Regions from separate parts of the Mus musculus genome. Here regions 1 and 3 are each linked to region 2. A link is a contact called in public Hi-C and HiChIP or PLAC-seq data. All regions are on one chromosome and are shown on one strand. Each heading gives the region's core, a stretch centred on a gene start, on an enhancer-like site or on the middle of the called end of the contact. The rest is flanking DNA. Distances are from core to core; before and after follow the strand shown. Region 1 overlaps Trpm1 (transient receptor potential cation channel, subfamily M, member 1). Region 2 overlaps Otud7a (OTU domain containing 7A). Region 3 overlaps Trpm1 (transient receptor potential cation channel, subfamily M, member 1).

Region 1 (4,320 bases), core at 1,488-3,987, 440 kb before region 2:
TATTTGTCGAAGGTGAAGCAATTCTGCACATAAATTGGATAACTGTGCTTGTTTATTTTCTTATAATGAATTCTGTCTTTGCCGAATATTTGTTACTGCATGATTCAGATCATCTACCACAGCTTCCAGAACTGACAGGTGTTTTAATTTTATAATTGTCAGTGTTGAATATGCTGCCTCCCAAAACCACACAGTGCAGAATGTGTTTAGGGCCATTTCAGAAGTTGTTGGAAATGTTTTCTCAATCCTAAGGCGAAACTCATTCAATCGCTTTTTAAAATGAAACTCGTGTCAACAAATCAGACAGCAATTTTTAAAGTCAGACGTGCTGACACATCTAAAGCTATACTAATTTGGTGCTTACATGCGGAGAGGTGGCTAGAAAATATTAAATATCTTTGCTCTCCATAATGAAGTCACCATGTTTTTTTAAGTGCACAGCAGTTAACAGAAGCACCAGGATTCATCAGAGACTGCAGCCTGAGCCTTGGTGTCTCAGGTGGCCATATCGAGAGATCCTGACCTGATGATGCCTGTCTGCTCTGTGCAGTGAGCTCAAGGCCCAGGCGCTGTGGAACCGATACATACCACACCAATGAGCAACGCCAGAAACATGTTCGAATCCTGTGTTTGACTTTGAGTTGATTTCTGGTCACCCCAACTCAGAAGCCTTTGTTGCAGCCGTGTTTCTGGGTCTCCAAATCGACACCCTTCTCTACTTGGGTCACCGTTCACAGTTTAAGACACACAATACTCGGGAGGCTGATGCAGGAGAATTGCTGAGAGATTGAACTATGTAGCAAGACACTCTCTGACAAAACAAAGCAAAGGGCTGGAGAGGTGGCTCTGTGGTTAAGAGTGCCAGCTTTTATTCTGGAGGGCCGTGGGATTTAATTCCCGGCACCCACAAGGTAGCTCACAGTCATCTGTAGCTCTAATTCCAGGAGACCCTTCACTCTCTTCTGGATGCACAGATCCCAGGCAAAACACCCATATGTATAAAATAATAAAAATAAACAACTATAACAACAAAATCAACATGGTGCCTAGACTCTACCCTTTCTGTCGCTTTCAGACATGTCACAGTAAGAAAGACAAGGAGCAGGGCGTGTTGGGGAGATGGCTCTCTGGGTAACCTGAGTTCGAGTCTAGCACACGTGTAAAGAGATAGGTTTGTAAGTCCAGTAGTGCAGGGAGGTGTGTGAAGACAGGTAACTCCCGAGCATTCCCTGGCTGGCCAGCCTGACTGAAACTGTGAGCTTCCAGCTCGGTGAGAGAGCCTTCTCAAGGCACTTCGTGGGGAGCATGGGAAAGACGGCAGATGCCCGGCTCTGACCTGCTCACACTGGCCGTCCTCTATAGTCCCATATGGTGGATAAAGAAGCCAGTGGAAGGGTATGGGAACCCCACAAGAGGACCAACAGAGTCAACTAACCGGGATTTCTGGGAGCTCTCAGAGAATGAACCATCAACCACAGAACGAACACACACACACACACACACACACACACACACACACACACAGACACACACACACATGGGCTGGAATGAGGCCCTCGGCACATATGTAGCAGATGTGCAGCTCAGTCTCCATGTGGGGCCCCCAGCAACTGGAGTGGAGGCCTGTCCCTAAAGCTGTAGCCTGACTGTGGTATCCGCTCCCCAGCAGGGCTGCCTTGTGTAGCCTCAGTGGGAGAGGAGGGACCTAATCTGGTAAAGACTTGATTTGCAGGTGGGGGTTGGGGGTGGGGATACAGAGGGGGAACTCTCTCAGAGGAGAAGGGGGTGAGGAGGGCCTTGCGGAGGAGGGGACTAGAAGGGAGCACCGGAAGGAGCATAAATAAATAATTATAATGAGAAGGCAGGAGTTGGAGGAGGTTGGCCAGGAGAAATGTGCCTCTGGCAGTTAGGTCCTGTTCGGTCCACCCAGGCAGCACTGAGATGGAGCCATCTCAAGTGTGATTCTCTTTCCTTCTCAGCCCATGCAGGGCATCTGTGACCCCCATGGGGTGTCAGCTTGACTTTTGTCCTTCAGTCTCTGAGAAGGTGGGGTTTTCTGAGTGGCTGCCATTGTTTGTGGTCCTGGTCAAGTACAGTCTTTTTTTCTTACCCTTACTTCCCTCAGAATACTGGCTTCTCCCCTCGAGAGTACCAGCATGTGGGTCCTGGACAAGCAGTGGGAAGGGTGTAAGGGAGAGCAGCCTGATGAGCAATGGGGCCTGGTGTTTATTTTCTGGTAGAATGACCTGTGAGTGTGGCCGAGGTGTCCTGTGTAAGATAAAAGTGCATTCTCTAGGCTTTTAACGGAGCTTTACAGTAAAAGGGCGGAGTGAGGAGGTTGAGACAGTGTCAGAGGCTGGAGAAGTTTGCCCATGACAAGAGCTGAGAGAAGTCGGGGTCCTAGGGGATGAGAGGCTACAAGGCACATTAACAACTTGACCTTCACGTCTCTACATGAAGGACAGGGCCCAACAGGGAGGGTGGGAGAGAGCAGGCACACTCTCGAGACGGCTAGGGCAGGGACGAGGGTGAGTTGGGTGGGCTGTAAAGGCAGGGTGTGACTCTACTCTGGCAGAAATGGGAAAAGTGGCTTCCAGGCATAAACATTGGCTTTCTGCTACGTGAGACTGTTTACGCAATGGCCATTTCTTGGGCCAAAATTAACAGCAAAGTCCACAGTGAAATGACTGGACCAGTTTAGCCAGGACAAACTACTCGTTTCGTGTGTATATTTAGAGCAGACGACTCTGACTCTCACCCACGGCTGCTCATCCCTCACAGGGGCTTAGCTGGACTCAGGCATACAAAGTACAACTAGCTGCCAGTCGCACTTAAGAGGTCTAGACTCTGGTTTCTCCTTATAGCCTACAGGAAGTGAAGTGACTGACTGATGGCCCTGCACACTGCACGTGACTGTGGGATTCCACTGTGGAACACCCCACCCCCGGCCGCAAGGGGAGCACCTGGGGCAGCACCAACTGGCCAGGGAAACTGTCCACTGCAGAAAGTCAGACAGGCTCCCCAGCCAGAGAGCTTTCTGTGCACAGGGGATTAAAACCCACAGTCATTCCTTCCTGCTCCACCCTCTGCTTCAGGGGAGGCCCTGGCCTAGAGCCAACCGGCCTTTCTGGCTCTTGTGTCTCAAGTTTAGGCACAGCTTCTCTGTCTCTGTGGTGAAGCAGCTCTGAACACTTCCAAACTGCCCCCAGAAAATGAAGGAGAAGCTGCCCCTTGTCTGTGGGCTTGAGGCTGGTGTCAGACTCAGAGAGTCATGGTGCCTCGGGGGTTTACCTAGACTCTCACATGAAGACTTTATTTCTGGTGCTTGGCCCTCAGTATCCCTCAAAAGCACAGGGCTAGCCTATGTGAAATGTCAAAAGTTGTCCCAGCTCATCCAGCCAGTGACAGGACTCACGCTGTCTGCGCCAGGGGACATTGCCCGGACACATTAAGAAACCATTCTCCAATTGGGAGTCCCCGAGAAAAGAGTGATCTTTAAGTTAGCTGTCTTCCTCAGTAGTGTGGACTGATACGTTGTCGGTCTATGGTGACTCTCCTCCCACCCACACCTAGACAATCGATCCCAATTGAACTCAGTGTGCTACACACAGAGAGACTGGAAGGGGGACTAGCTGGGGGAAAGAGGGGAGTTAGTAAGAGAAGGAGGGAATAAAAGAAAGTAATAAGAGAATATGATCGAAACACATTGTATGTATATGTGAAATTGTCAAAATGTGAATATATTGAGATATAAGCCACAAGCCCTAAAATTTGCCTTAAAGCTTGTAGTTCATTGCTTTTGGTCCACTTCAGGGACTATATGACCATTGGCACTGTCTACATCCAGAACGTCTTCACGGCTCCTATAAAAGAGTCATGCGGTAAGGTAAGTCAGCAGGTAAGGTGCTTGCCACCAAGCCTGGGAATCTGTTCCCAGAATCCACACTGGAGAAAGAGAGAACTGTGTTTTACAGACTGTCCTCTGCCTCCACATCTGCACTGTGGTGTACACACACACACACACAGGCACACACACTCATATGCACACACATGTACACATATACAGAGGCACACACACACATACACATACACACATATACATTCACACACACAGGCCATAAGGAACCATTGGAGAAGGTGCAGACTCAGTTGCAGTTGAAGCTTCAATACCGAAGGGGTCATGGGAAGAGACTGAGGCCTGGCCCCATGTAACAAGGTTAGAGTCTCTGAGGAGAGGCCAGGAGAGGCTATTGGGAAAGGTACCGTCCAATTACAGTACAGAGCCCAACATTTTGAAGACTCCGATACCATAGATGACCA
Region 2 (4,433 bases), core at 51-2,550:
CAGGATGAGGCTGACAAAAGAACACCCAGTGAGAAGCTCCGGAGGTGGCAGGAGCTCACTCGCCTGCGCGTGCAATCCTCTCCCTGCCCTTTAGTCCCCCAAATCCCAACAGGAGTCCTGTCACCACCACTCTCCCGCAGGGTGTTGGGGTCCGGACTGGACTGCGGGGCAGGTCTTACTTGGCTAACCGGGCATTGTCGTTGTCATCTTTCCCCCATTCCCAGTCCTTTCCCGGGTCCACAGCAAAGTGCAAGGGCAGCAGCTTGTGTTCCGAATCCGTCAGAGGGATCACAGCTGAAACAGAAGAGAGAGGCATGGTGACAGGCACCTCATCTGCCTGCCAGGAGGCTGGAGGCACCAGCAGAGTTCAGAGCTCAGAAATTCAAAAATAGCTGTCCCAGGGCAGGTAACCTAATGGAGACAGAAGGTAGACTCAGAACTTGCATACCACGAATGTTAAGACTATAGGTTTCAAACTTGTTTCTATTATGTAGGCGAAGAGCAAGCAGGTGGAGGCATCACCTGGACTGACAGGGTCTCTTTCTGTTAGAGGGCAGGCATCTCTCTGCTGTCAGGATGAGAAAAAGCTATGGGTGCTTTTGCTATTTCCGAAGAAAAACCCAGATGGGTGTGGTGAACCACGGAAGGCCACTTTTGGATGACCTGCTCCTTGCCTCCATTTCATCTCAGAGAAGGGCAGAATTTGCAAGTTGGGAGAGGTGTGAGCTGAGCTCTGCTGAGGCAAGACTGGAGGTGGGGGCTGCACCCCCCGCCCCCACCAGGGAGCTCATCTGCATAGGACCAGGCAGCAGGCTCCTACAGAAAGCATCTAGTGACAAGTCCAGGAGAGGCAGTGTTGGCCTACAGCCCCTTTAAAAGGGGAGCAGAGAGGGAGCCTTCTGTGGCGGTGGTGATTAGGTGGGGGAGTCTGGCCTGTTACTTCTCAGAGGAGCTGGTTCACCACAAAGCATCTGGACAGAGGCACACCAGCCACCGAGACCAGTATGGGTGGGGTCAGTATCTACCTACAGGTGTACTGAGATCTGATGAGTTCCCGAGGGATCCCTGCTCCTAGCAAATGGAATCCTTAATGTCACATCTGCTTTCTCCTCAGGGTGTTGTCAGGGGTAGTGAACAGGAAGAAGTGTGGAGATGGTTTCCAAATTCCACCTTCCTAATGAGTACCAGTCTCCTTTCTGTCACTTCGCTCAGGATGCCCCACCCCTCTGGAGTCTCACCACCGCAGAGAAGCCCAGCTCAGGGCCCCTGGCAGCTGCTTTGTTCCTTTGCTTGCCCGTAGCCTATGATTCATACTAGCAGTGCCATGGCAAGAACAAAAAGGCAAACAAAACACAGAAAATCCAGGAGCCAATACTGCAAAGTTGAGAAATTAGATGCGACTCAATGCTGCCCTCTAGTGTTTCTAAAGAGACTGTGAGTGCAAACTGCTTCTCCCCCCCCACCCCACCCCCTTTCTTCCCACCTAAACAGATGAAAGGCAGTTTTGTGGATCACCAGCCAGTTTAGGGGTTTTCCTTGTGTGTGGCCAGCCATGGAGCAGTGTAGGTAAGGTCTGACGGGGGAGGGGACTGGGACATCTCATTCTGCTTTGATGTGGCTTTCGTTTCCAGGGCTGAGCTCAGCCTGTCTTGTAGGTCAGCAAACACACATTGAGGCTTTGGTGTGGCTTCCTACCGGTGGCTGGGGGACAGCAGAGGTGATCCTTAGGGACACTGCATCCCAGACTCACTAGAATTGTGTCCCCTAGGGATCTGTACTTCATACAGAGGGCCAACGCAAGGGTCCTGAATCAGGATGGAGGGCTACGTTGTAAATAAGCTTCCCTGTGGATCTTCAAATCAAGGTGTTTTGGAAAAGATTGTTATAGAGGATAATAACTTGTCAGAAATAATTCCTGTGGGTATAATTTGGGTGTTCTGGGTCAGGCTGTCTACCCCTTCATGGGCCAGCTGTGACTATACTTTCCATCCTCTTAGCAAGGGGGTGTGGTGGGGAGTGGTTTGCTTAGCTGAATGCACAGGCTGTGAGCAAAGTAATATGGTCAGTTCTGGGCAATATGGCCAGGCTTAGGGGACGTTTCCCTCTCTGCCCATGTCTCCTACACAGACAATGCAAGTATATGACGTCAGGAGCAGGCTCTTGAACCTCATTGGGAGAAGAACTGTCTGCTAACCAGAACTCCAGCATAGGCTTTGTTGACTTGGGAGCCCAACCTGAGCCACTATGATTTTGTCTGGTTTCTGATAAATTACCTAAACCAGGACGTCCCAGCTTTCTTACCTTACGGCTACAGCGTGCCTGGGGATTCTTACCCTCAGCAGATAGCCTGGACTGGGTTCCTGGTCTGTCTACTCTGAGAAGACAACTGAAATACATCTGAAGATTCTAGTGCTGGCTACCTAGAAAGAGTCTGACAGTCTGTCAACTCTCCTGTCCTGGGGTGAAGACTACGTCCTAAGTGAGGGGCTGGAGACATACAGCTCACACCTGATCTTTCGAGTATGAGCTGCTGCCTGTTTGAAGGCTGAGGGGAGGTGCAGCCAAGGGCATCTCAAAAACAGGCTGTCCTCATGAGCATCAATTGCACTTCATGTTTGTCCCATTGTACATGGAAAAACATCTGCTTTACCCAGGCAAACAAATGGCGGCATCATAGAGCACCCCCTGGTGGCAAATGTCAATAACAGCAACAGCTTTCAAAATGGGCCTTAGAGGATTTACTCTTCGGTTTGCTTTGGAAAGAACTCTCTCTTACATTTAGCCTGTAAGCCTACTACAGCATCTCTAACTGGCCCATGAAGATTTGGAGTTTTCATTCTATGAAACACAATGGATATTTCTGCTTGAGGTTACCATTACAATGAGAAAGCTACAGATTCTCAGCGTGTCTTTAGCCTACCCCTGAGTGGATGGCTCAGCCAGTCTAAGTGACTCAAATTTGAAGGAAAGAAAAATGCCTCTGAGGGAAGGTGGAGACAACCTGGAGGGGTTGACTTGACCCCAGTACGAAGAACTCAGCTAGATGTGTTATATGCATGAAAGAAGAATGCAAGCCAGTGAAGTTATGCAGGCTCTTCCTCTAGAAAAGAGAAATAAGAAACCAGTTGGCTCTTACAGGCTCCCATCTATAGGACTGAGCATGGTGTTCACAAAAAGGATGGGTGAGGGGCTAGAGGAATGTCTCAGTTGGTAAACTCTCCTCCTTGAAAACATGAGTTTCAAAACCCAGCACCTATTAAAGGCTAGGTGCAAAAATTCATACTTGTAATCTCAGGGCTGGGGAGCTTGAGATAGGAGGAGCTGGGGCTCGCTGGACAGCCAGTTGAGCTACATCAGCAATAGACCATGTCTCAAAATAAAAGGCACAAAGGGACTGAGGAAGACACAATATTGACCTTTGGCTCCCATAAGCATGAGAACATGGGTGCACCCTCCACCTCCCCCAGCCCCACAGAAGATGGGCAAACATCCCAAGGTGTGTTCTCTGCAGAGCTTGCGCTCTCCTCTCCACCAAGGAGCAGGAGCACAAGTTGCAGAGCTCAGGTCCACAAACTCGGGGTACAGTTAGGACAGTGTTCTGTGCTACCAGGAGGGGGTGACCTGCCTTGTGTGTCCTGACAGCTTTCAACATGCACACTAAAGAAAAAAAAAGTGTGCCTGTTTCCAGGAACGAAGTGATTTCCCCAGTCTTCTCTGCTTAGAAAAATGACTGACTTTCAGCAAAACAAAACAAAACAAAACAACCTTTGAGGAAGGAGGAAAGAAACCCACATTCTAATGTGTTGAGAAGACTCTAACACTGGTGTGCAGGCGTGAAGTTGTTCTCTTTTGTTTGAGAAAGCATGACTCCTGCATGCCATGGAGCTATTTAATAGATAATTTGAGAATAGAAGTTTTTCTTTCGTCTTTAAAGACACCACTTCATTATCTTTCACCTTACCTGGTTTATGAAAATCATTATGGTACCAGAGACAATGCTAAAGGGCCCAATTCTCTAAAAAGACACAACACTATGGTATGTATGCTCACGTCTCATATCACGTCAGTGTTAGAGCAAGTGCAGCCCACTCCACTTTATTTGCATCAGAATACCAGTGGGTGCCAACTTAGACACAACTGAGGTGTTGCAGCTATTGGGGACTGAATGTATCCGTCTATAATACTGTGGGCACCATGCAGGAATTGATATCTGATTGTAGAGAGAAGAAAGTATCAAAGAGAAGAGCTAGAAATAAAACAATAACAGTAAAAAACAAAACCAAAACAGACCCCACAACAAACTAAAACAGATGAAGAACAGCTTTGAGAGAGTCACAGCCAAGGAAAGACGATGAACATCAAGACTGACCAATCAGAATCAGCCATACTGAAATACAAAGTAGGAAAGGTTGGGCAGGAGGCAGAGCACCCAA
Region 3 (4,493 bases), core at 714-3,213, 490 kb before region 2:
ATCTTATGTGTATGTGTGCTTTGCCTGCATGTATGTCTATGTAATGTGTATATAGTGCACTCAGAAGCGAGAAGATGGTGTTTGATTCCTGGTACTGGAATTACAGATGGTTGTTAGCCACCATGTGGATGCTGGGAATAGATCCCAGGTCTTCTGGAAGAACAGCCAGTGTTCTTAATCACTCCCCAGCTACCTGCTACTGAACTCTGACTACTTCTAAGAACTTAGGCTCTCTTATGTCCTGGGACTGCAAAGCAGATTCTTAGAAAAGCAAAGGACATTTTCTTTTCTCTTACTATTGAAATATAATCAGTATCGAATCAGAACAAATTTGATAAATGTAGTTATCACACTAAGTTTAAATATGACATGGAAGAAAGAAGATGCCATGTATCAAGTCCCTGGTGCACAGTAAGAGATAAATGTCTATGTAAGGGCATGCATAGGAAATGTGCAACCCATGCCTTCCTGTTGGAGTTTATGAAGATGTCAGCATGCAGGGCAATTGCATGTGTTAAGCCAGCTGCAAAGGAAAGACTGAAACGAAATCAAAGGAAGCCACACCCTAGCTTGGTTTGGTGCTCTAATGCCAAGTTATCTGGTTACTCATGGGGAATTGTTACTAACCATCTTTCCAATCATCATCACATAGGGACCAAGATATTTGTTGACACCAAAGATGTCTAACACTCGGATGTACCAGAGGATGATATCCACACAGTAGATGACCCGACCATAGCCCATGTATGGCTGGCTCTGGAGACGAAGGATGGCCCCAACCATGAACATGGAGATGGCCACGAGGTCTGTGATGTTCCAGTACTCCTGGAGCCACACTTTGATTTTCTGGCTGAGTTTGCCTGGTTCCGACATGAGGATCTACAAGTAAACCCCAAAGAGCAGTAAGCTGAGAGGATCCTATTAGAAACCTTATCATCATTAGATTCTTGGAAAGATAAGAGTGCCAGGACAGTCAGGGCCAGGGCACTGAATTCTGCACATGAATTTTTCTGGCAGAGGGTATATCTAGAGGGGGAAATTCCACAGAATCCTCTGTGTTCTTAGATGCACGGGTTTCATAGACGCAGGAAATGCCTTCCAAATTGTCTCCTTCTGGCTGTAATTAGAGCAGCTGCCTTTTGATTCCCTTTTTAATGATCTGGACTCATGCCTGTTGGCTCACATTCCAGACCTCTACAGAAGGACAGACAACTCTAGAGTAGGGACAAGTTCTCTGTCACCACAGAAGGATGACCCACCTGGCAGAGGATGGCTGGATGGGACTGGGAAACATGGGCTTGCCAAAATTCCTTCTCAAGTTAGACATGAGAAGTCAGGGAAAGTTGAACCAGATTTTCCCCTCCTGTTTGAGATATCCTTTTTTCTGCGTCACCGCTGACTAATAGGACACTTCCACATAGAATAAAGTGGAAACTATTCAGCCAGCAGAGTCATGCATATAAAGTCATGGCAGACACAGCAGAGGCATACAGGGCACAAGGCAGCAATGCCAGGGTACCCCTTCAGCTTTGGAAATCATGGAGAGATCCTGGGATTCCAGGGCCAGTGGAGTGTTGGCTGACTATAAACTAACACAGAAGGGCTCCATGTCTCAGCAAGCCATGTGTACTGGCCGACAGCTGCCCTGTCTCTCCTGTAACTAGTCACAGGATCCAGATCTTGATGGAGGGATAGCAAGTTGGGTCAGTGGGTAAAACACTTACTTGTCATACAAGCCTGGTGACCTGAGTTTGGTTGCCTGAGACCCACGTAAAGGTAGAGAGACAAAAATGGATTCCCAAAATCGTCCTCTGACTCCTACATATGTGTCTCCTCACCTCTGCATCGTACACGTTATATAATGATAAGACAGGCCCTTTGGGAAGTCCTGGATTGTAACAGCCACAGAAATCTAATGGAACCGAGCCAGAGAAGCAATAGGAGTCATGCAAGAGGGTGGGGTAGAGAAGGAATTCCCAGCACTCTTGATTGCTCAGCTGTCATTTGACCAGTGACAGTCATCACACTTACTCTACTGGATGAGCTCAACAGTAAGTACAAAGTAACAGTAATTACGAAGCAACAGTATTGGTTCTATGTCCGTAGGGAAAAGATCGGCAATCAGTACTGTGTGGTTTTTCACTTTAAGCTCCTGTTCTGCCAGGATGAAAACTTGCTGTTTGGGAGTGAATGTAGTTAAGTTCAGACTTGTGGGTGACAGCAGAAGACCCATCCTCAGGGGTGTTTCCTCCGCTTCCTGAAGAAACTGCCTTCTTGGCTAACCCCCACTCCCCCATGTCCCGTGTAGGAGTGTGTCTGTTCTTTTTCAGCACTTCTTTTAGAAACTGGGCCCCTCTGCTTGCAGCAGCTGTTCTGGGCCCCACCCAGGTTCCCTGGAACCTCTCACCAGGTGGGCATGCCACCCATTTGGTGCAGGTGCTCCTGTTAGGCCCACACCTGCCCCATTCTGGGAGGCCTGCCCTTGGGTAATTGGAGTCACTGCTATGCTTGGTGCCGAACAACTGATATGGGTAAGCAACTCCTCTCCCTTCTTTCAGGATTTTTTTCTTTTTCTTTCAGTGGAATTACATTGTGAACAGCCTCTTTCTGAAGCCACGCCTTATTCAGCTCCTTCTCCTATGGCCTCCAGGCCTCTCTTCCATGCACGCTGTGAACAAGAGACCAACTGCGCAAGTGCACAGTGTGACCCAAAGTCCAAAGTTACAGCATAAATGCTATTCCTAGGGCTGGGGAGGAGGATCTATGGGTGAAGTGCTTCTTGGGCAAGCATGAGACCCTGAGTTCGGATGTCTGGAAGTAATGTAACATCTGGATATGGTGGTGTGTGCCTATAGCCCTAGCACTGTGATGAGGGTAGGAATGTTGCAGAGAGCGAGGGATCTAGAGACTTTCCCACCAGCCAGTCTAACTACAACAGTGAGTTTCAGGCTCATTTCAGAGACTCTGCTTCAAACCTGAAGGTAGACAAATGAAGCTAACCTAAGAGAGCATGGGCAAGTCTACCCACATGGATGGGTGCATTCACACAGACGGGCACATGCATTCTCAGGCGCATGTGCAGGCAAGGGTGTGAGTGTGCGTGTGTGGGACACACACACACATGCACACACACACACACACACACACACACATCTTTTAAAAAGTGCAATCTCATGTATCACTCCAGTTTAGCTCTCAGGTCTCAAAAGACAGCCAAAATCTGTGCCCATTTGGAACTATTGGCTCATCTCAAGTAGCTGGCAGCATTTGGTGTAGCTCGTTTACATATTCAAACCTAGTTCTATTATTATGTCATTTATTTTTCCCTGCGTTTTGAACTATGAGTTGAAACTCAGTCAGCGCGAGGGGGTGTATACATCTGAAACAAGCAAATGGAGTGACTGGAGATGGTGACGCCTCCCTGGGAGCCGTCATCTGCACACAACTCTGCATTACTAGCATCGGAAATTGAACTCAGCCATTAGGGGGTGGGACAAGACTTTTCAAGAATCACCTCTCGTATTTTCTCCAATGCAAGGCTCACAATGTAGGAGATGACAATCCATTCTTGGGGTGATGGCCATCCATCCATCCGCACCAGGATGACATAATTGAACAGCAGCAAGTAGCCCAAGTAGGAAATCTGAAGAAGGAAAAGATGGCAGGTGTGTCTCAGGGATGACATTCAGTGCTTCATCTACAAAAGGCTTCTTCCCATAGACTGACCTACTTAGAGGACATCCTTCCTGTGGGTCTATCACTGGTTCGGAAACTGGGGTAGCTTGGGGGTGTCCTACACTTTGGTGCAGTACAGGCTCTGACATAGACAGCCTATGCTCTGCCCAACTATACCTTTGTTATGAAGTTGCAAGGATCATATTTTACAAGGAACCCTTTTTGGTAGTTTGTTGGTATGTCTTTTATATTCTGCGAAAATGGCAAGGGTGACTTAGCACTCCTGTCTCACCCAACTTGCTCTTAAATTCCTGCGTTGTAGATGGACAACTGAGAAGCTAGGAGAGGCCATGTGGACGAATTCTCAGCGAAGGGTCACAGTGCTGACCTAAGAGTCCCTGCCCCCCACTCCCCAATTTCCAGTGACAGGTCTGTGATATTCTGTGGCCACAACAAATTATTGTTTTGACAAGGAAAGGGGTAGGATTGGGGTGGGGGAAGAGTTGAGGCACATGGGGAAAGAGCGCGTCTGGAGGGAGGTTCTTTGTAGCTGGCTCTCCAGAATGGCGTTTTGCCCAAACTACTCTGGGCATGACTCTGGGACTGCTCCAATCTGTTCTTGTGTCCTGTCCTGCTCTTGCAACTAGTGAGCCTCATTTTCAAAGGAGTATAGACAGACCCAAGCCTGGAAAATGACCTGCTGTTTCCAAGCACATCTGTTTGGTGAGGGCTTTGGAGAAGACAGTCTTCCGTTAACTCTGAGTGTGTTTATGATCTGGGTTCAGCCTTGCTATTGTTTCTATTGGAAATGCTCCCAT

What was found. Hi-C and Micro-C count contacts between places; a contact is called where the count stands out from the background. HiChIP or PLAC-seq counts read pairs in DNA pulled down with a chosen protein or histone mark.
Region 1: a contact with region 2 is called in a FOXA1 HiChIP or PLAC-seq map of pancreatic cancer cells. The contact joins two enhancer-like sites. A contact is called at or near these places in 8 of 115 datasets of contacts at active chromatin or transcription factors (T-cell acute lymphoblastic leukemia, Th17 cells, embryonic stem cells and 4 more) and 3 of 9 other capture datasets (adipose tissue, embryonic stem cells and liver).
Region 3: a contact with region 2 is called in a Hi-C map of muscle stem cells, with 2.4 times the contacts expected there. The contact joins two enhancer-like sites. A contact is called at or near these places in 2 of 15 datasets of contacts at CTCF or cohesin (large pre-B cells and pro-B cells), 11 of 484 Hi-C or Micro-C datasets (the G1E-ER4 cell line, Th1 cells, cortical neurons and 5 more), 10 of 115 datasets of contacts at active chromatin or transcription factors (astrocytes, embryonic fibroblasts, embryonic stem cells and 4 more) and 3 of 9 other capture datasets (adipose tissue, embryonic stem cells and liver).

Annotation. Positions count from the first base shown.
Region 1 is chr7:64,191,103-64,195,422 of GRCm38.p6, reverse strand. The region is part of intron 1 of Trpm1 (transient receptor potential cation channel, subfamily M, member 1); the gene reads right to left. Among named protein-coding and RNA genes, the nearest start is that of Mir211, 13 kb to the left of the region's middle. Within about 2 kb of position 2,737, at least 88 of the 459 cell types and tissues checked have an H3K27ac peak or open chromatin away from gene starts, as enhancers often do. A contact at or near this core is called in pancreatic cancer cells, where this site is marked.
Region 2 is chr7:63,750,493-63,754,925 of GRCm38.p6, reverse strand. It overlaps Otud7a (OTU domain containing 7A), which reads right to left. Exons shown (of 14, transcript NM_130880.1): 12 at 180-294; 13 at 1-10. Among named protein-coding and RNA genes, the nearest start is that of Gm39023, 100 kb to the left of the region's middle. Within about 2 kb of position 1,300, at least 103 of the 459 cell types and tissues checked have an H3K27ac peak or open chromatin away from gene starts, as enhancers often do. A contact at or near this core is called in muscle stem cells and pancreatic cancer cells, where this site is marked.
Region 3 is chr7:64,236,806-64,241,298 of GRCm38.p6, reverse strand. It overlaps Trpm1 (transient receptor potential cation channel, subfamily M, member 1), which reads right to left. Exons shown (of 27, transcript NM_001039104.2): 20 at 3,515-3,643; 21 at 628-879. Among named protein-coding and RNA genes, the nearest start is that of Mir6416, 11 kb to the left of the region's middle. Within about 2 kb of position 1,963, at least 44 of the 459 cell types and tissues checked have an H3K27ac peak or open chromatin away from gene starts, as enhancers often do. A contact at or near this core is called in muscle stem cells and pancreatic cancer cells, where this site is marked.